2 separate regions of the Ovis aries genome follow, and region 2 is linked to region 1. A link is a contact called in public Hi-C data. All regions are on one chromosome and are shown on one strand. The core of a region is the stretch at or near the end of the contact, and the rest is flanking DNA. Distances in the headings are between cores, read along the strand shown.

Evidence for each region. Hi-C and Micro-C count contacts between places; a contact is called where the count stands out from the background.
Region 2: a contact with region 1 is called in a Hi-C map of omental adipose tissue, with 1.5 times the contacts expected there. The contact joins two enhancer-like sites. A contact is called at or near these places in 2 of 16 Hi-C or Micro-C datasets (muscle and omental adipose tissue).

Annotation. Positions count from the first base shown.
Region 1 is chr11:18,079,991-18,082,690 of ARS-UI_Ramb_v3.0, reverse strand. All of the region lies in intron 1 of LOC105606871 (a long non-coding RNA gene), which reads right to left. Among named protein-coding and RNA genes, the nearest start is that of TRNAG-CCC, 47 kb to the right of the region's middle. Within about 2 kb of position 1,305, at least 2 of the 54 cell types and tissues checked have an H3K27ac peak or open chromatin away from gene starts, as enhancers often do.
Region 2 is chr11:18,213,686-18,216,385 of ARS-UI_Ramb_v3.0, reverse strand. It overlaps LOC132657394 (a long non-coding RNA gene), which reads left to right. Exons shown (of 5, transcript XR_009595484.1): 1 at 1-2,700. Among named protein-coding and RNA genes, the nearest start is that of TRNAT-CGU, 17 kb to the left of the region's middle. Within about 2 kb of position 1,410, at least 26 of the 54 cell types and tissues checked have an H3K27ac peak or open chromatin away from gene starts, as enhancers often do.

The sequences.
Region 1 (2,700 bases), core at 56-2,555:
AAAGACTGGGAGCGTTCCACATTCTCTCCCTGCTGAACCACGTCACCATCAGTGCTGCCACTCACTGGCTCTATGAACTTGAGTAAATCCTCGCACTTCTTTGAACTTCAGTATCCCCAGTCAAAAATGGGCAAGCTACCTGACAAGATAGTTGTTCATTCAACAATCACTGACTGAGGGACTCCCTTGTGGTCCAGTATTTGGCTAAAACCCCGCGATCCCAAAGCAGAGGGCTCCAGTTCAGTCCCTGGTCAGGCAACTAGATCTCACATGTCAGCACTCAGAGTTTACATGCCACAAACTAAAGATCCTACATGCCATAACTAAGACCCAGCACAGCCAAATAAATAAAATAAAATTTTAAAAATCACCAGCTGAGCCCAGAGCCATATTTTCGGGGACGCTATTGAGGCTTCAGTTTCAGAGCCTCTCCTGCACAGGCTCTTTCCAGGATCCTGAGAAGGGTCTGGTAATGTTATACACTTTTCTTAAAGAGGGTCCTCAGGCTCACAAAACCTGAGCCCAGCCCTGCTGCCATTGTGTGCCAGCAACATGTCACATGCCTTGGATGTGCACGCGTGCTAAGTCATTTCAGTCGTGTCTGACTCTTTGTGACCCTATGAACTATAGTCCACCAGGCTCCCCTGTCCACGGGATTCTCCAGGCGAAAATACTGGCTGGAGTGGGTTGCCGTGCTCTCCTCCAGGGGATCTTCGCAACCCAGGGATCGAACCGGGGTCTCCTGTGTCTCCTGTGTTGACAGGCGGGTTCTTTACAACTAGCGCCACCTGGGAAGCCCTGCCCTGGATCGGGTGGGCACAGAGGGACACCAGAGGAGCCTGTGTGTGAAGTCCCCAGCAGCGGGCCTGACCCACGGCACCTGAGCGGAGGGTAGCAGGCACTGCTACCTGTTTGTCTGTTTCTCCCCCGTTAGAATGTTAGCTCTCTGAGGACAGCAAACCTTGTCAATTTTGTTTGTTGATGGTGCCCCAGAGCCCAGAACAGTGCCTGGCACGTGCTCAGAACCCAGTGGACATTCCCTGACCCTTGAGATGGTGCAGTTCAACTCCCCACAGATGAGAAAACTTGTTCCAGAAGGTGTATCTTTCCCACGGTCGGGACGGGGCCCAGGGCCTCATCGCTCCTGTGAAAGGCTGTTACTTCTCGCTGCCTCTCTTGTGACTCATGCTGGGACCCGAAAGACATTTTTGGAATAAAAATCTAGGGAGCGACACTGTGAGTAAAAAATGCAAGGGAAGTGGCAGAGGGGGAAAGAATAGGGTTGCCAGACTTTAAAAGAATGCAAGACATCCAGCTGATTTTGAAACTTAAGAGAAACAAGTCCTATTTTAGTATAAGTCTGCCCCGTGCAACGTTTGGAACATGTTTCTGTAACATTAAGAGTCACTGTTATATCCTGTGATAAATCATAATGGAAAAGTATGAAAAAGAAGATATAGGTGTGTATAACTGAGTCACTTTGCTGTACAGAAAAAATTAATACAACATTGTAAATCAACTATACTTCAAAAAAATACAGATTTAAAAAACCTTTTGTAAATCTAAATAAAGAAATACAGGACTTCCCTGGTGACAAAGAATCTACCAGCCAATGCAGGGGACACAGATCTGACCCCTGGCCCGGAAAGACCCCACATGCCTCAGAGCAACCAAGCCCCAGGGCCACAACAGGAGAAGCTTCCACAGTGAGAAGTCCCAGCACCGCAGCTGAAGGGTAGCCCCTGCTCTTTGAAACTAGAGAAAGCCCGCTCACAGCAACGAAGACCCAGCACAGCCAAAAATACACTGATTTTAAAAAAAGAAAAAAAATTTTTAATAAATATAATACATTTGAGAACAAACAAAAAAAGTCACTATTCATCTGAAATTCAAACTAACCTGAATGTCCTGTATTTCATCTGACAATGTTGCCTTCGAATTCCATAGAACTGAGTTCAAATGCCTGCTCTCTGATTGACCATCGTAGGTAAGAATCTTTACTACTCAATGCTTCAATTTCCTCATTTGCACACTGTGGCCAGTCCTAATTCCTCATGGACTTACTGTGAGCATCAGAGGAAATAATGTCTCTTACTACAAGTACATGGTGGGTAGACCCTTTCAATGCTGGTTTTCCTCTCCTGTTTTTAAGACACCATTGAGGAATTCAGTGGGGAGACTGATTTGCCACGTTGTAAGATAACATGATAACTACAGTGTGGATACTTTTCCAAGCAGCACACTTGGATAGAATACGAAGTTATAGATCCTGTCTGCAGAAGGCAAACACCTCACTTGGTATTTCTCAGCCTCATCAGAGCCAATACTCCCTTTTCATAAACATTTTCAGCGTCGCCTTTGCCTTTCTTAAATGAAACTCAGTGATAAAAATGATCCATTTACACGAAACTGAAAAGACTTGATATTCGACCTGCAATTTAAATGCAGAATAAAAGGGGTGCAATAAAATAACACTTCAACACGTGAGTGCTTGGGCATGTGGTAGGGAGATGCTTGCAAAGACTAAGAAGAAATAAGTTTAGATTAAGAAGTTGGACAATATTTGAGGACTTCCCAGGAGGTAAAATAGCTGAGACCTTGTGCTTCCACTGCAGGGGGCATGGGTTTGATCCCTACTTGGGGAACTAAGATCCCACATGCTGAACCGTGGGGCCAAAAATGAATAAATAAATAAGCAAA
Region 2 (2,700 bases), core at 161-2,660, 130 kb before region 1:
AACTGAACTGAAGTGAGAGCGTCAGGATACTGTTCTCGAGAATCCTTTCCTAGGGAGCTTGCTGTTGTGAGCTTAAGAACATGGAAAAAAAAAAACCTTTTCTTTGCTCTTGGAACCAAGAGGGCGATTCAACAGATACTTGGAACCAAGACTTGCGTATAAGCAAAATGTTGGTCTCCAGCTTGCCTGGCCAGACCCCTGTGTATCTGGGAAAAGTCAACCAGCCCACTTGCTCTCAGCTGGCCAGTGCAGAGGCTTCCTCCCACCCTGGGCTGAGCCTCTCTAGCCCCCAGCCCTGCCTCTCCTCCCGTGTCTGGGGATAGCAGGCGGTCGCTTTGTCGCCCAGGTCTGGGTGCATGCGAACCTTGGCCAAATCGCTGAATGTTAAAACATCTGGCAAAATATCACATTTCTACAATGGGCCTTTTCTATAGAGCTGGGGATAAAGTGGGAAGTGTTGGGATGCTGGGAAATTACTTAAGCTTTGACAGTGGAAGGAACAGGGTCTAGGATCCTGACTTTGAACAGAAGAGGTGAAGATGGAGTGGGGAGGAAGACGCCTTCAAACAAGAAGTAGGGCCCCAAGAACCAGCTCCCCCTGTTTCCAGAGCCGGTGGGGAGGGGGGTTGCGGTCAGCCTGCCTTGGCATCCTCCCTTCCTGCGTCCTCTCGATGGATTTTGTTGTAATGAGACAAGTCCTGACAAATATCCCGCCGCCCTTTGGGCTGGAGAGCTGTAAGGCGTCCTGCCTGGAAACCCAGCCCCATTCACTGGGGAGCCATAATTAGGCAAGAGAACAGTTCACCGGCCCTTGATTCAATAAAGACCCTTTTATGATGTTGGTTTTTCCCAGAAAAATAATACCACTTTGCCCCGTTTATTGCATTTAGATGTGTAATCGTATTAGGGCTCAGCAGCCCCGGGGACCGAAGTTCCGCAGTTGGGGTTTGCACCAAAGGCTGTTAACCCGGTCTTCAGAGGCAAACAGTGACCTTGGGAGAAAAAAAAAGAAAAAAAGACAAGGACAGGGAACATTTTTGAAGATTTCTCTCTCTCTTGGCATTTCAAGGACGTTTTCTGCCGTCTGGGTGAGAGGCGACCCGGGAAAGAAAACTAGAAAGTGAAACTAATTCTTCTGGCCAGTGTCCCTGCAGGCCGCGGCCCTGCACGGCCCCTCCCTTGTCGTTGACCAGATCTGTCAGTCAGATGGATGGCACGTGCCCGGCAGAGGGCTGGAGGAAATGTCAGCGAGGATGCCGGTGGCTCGGCCCCAGGAGTCGTGGTGCCTCAGCACGTCCCCACTGAGACGCGCCGGCAGGGCGGCAGGCACTGGGGTTTGTGCAGGTGGCCGGCCTGGGCGTCCCCCAGGCCCCGCCCTGTTGGGGTAGCCAGCCCTGACTAAATATAGTCCTGGAGGGCGAGGCGGCTCTCGGTTGGTTGGAAGGGTTTGCTTGTCCCGCCCCCTGATCACCGCAACCTTCCAGATACTTGCCTACCGGGTCTCTCACCTGCTGGTCCCTTCCCCCTGCAACCATCCCCTCTGACCTTCTTCCCCCAGGCCTAGTGTCAGGCAGGCTAAGAACCTCTGCTCATCACTCCTGGAGTAAAACCCCCTCCTAGAAACCGGCCCAGTGCCGGGCTGTTGGTACAGATCACCAGCGGTGTCCAGCACCTCTTTCCTAATTTGCGGTTGGTTTAGAAATCTCAGGCGATGAGGAAATTTATGGGAGTCATTCGTGGGCGTGCTCTTATTAAGAAATAGGGTAGGACCTTTCATTAAAACCGTGTTGCCTTAAAAAGGGAGCTATCCATTTAATTCCAGGACATCTGATGGGAATGTTACTGAAATCTCTTTTCAGATAGTACCCTTTAATGCAGAAGAACTGCATTATCTATTTATAGATACTAAAATGCATACTAAAATATTCTTTCATTGTCAGGATTTGAGGTGTGTGCGATTTTTTTATTCAGTCTTAAACTTTAGATACTTTAGATTGTGTGGGGGGGGAAATGCTATTATTTTGTGTGTATATATATATAATTGTTTTTTTATTCCATACCCCCCACACAGGAGTATAATTAGAACATCTGAAACCAGATTATCCAGTTAGTAGTTGTTATTTAGTCGCTAAGTCATGTCTGACTCTCTGTGACCCTATGGACTACAGCATGCCAGGCTCCTCTGTCCTCCACTATCCCCCGGAGTTTGCTCAAATTCATGTCGAGTAAATTGGTGATGCTAGCCAGCAGTCTCATCTGTATCCAATTAGTACATTTTTCTAATTAACTGTTAGGAATTTGTGATGAGATAAATTATTTTAGATTTCCAATGAAACTTTGGCCACAAGGAGGTACATGAGGGGAGAGATGGTGGGTTTTCAGTTTTGGCTACCACCTACTCACCTGCTCCCCACAGATTACCTAATTTGCCTGCTGTTAGGCAGCAGCAGTGACCAGGAAACAGTTTTATTTTCCTTGTCCCGAGTAGAGTTGGAAACATTTCTCATTTATGATGGCTTCTCTCTGCTCCTGACAGTGGAGCAGGCAGATGAAGCTGGGGTTTAAATACTACTTTTGTACATTTTTCAGCAGTAACATTGGTAGCTGTCCTTTGGACAAAAAAACAAATTTGTGATGATCTGCATTCATTCATTTTGTGTCGTCTTTGTGCCTTGTGTGTGCTTCCTGTGCCAGGAGGCT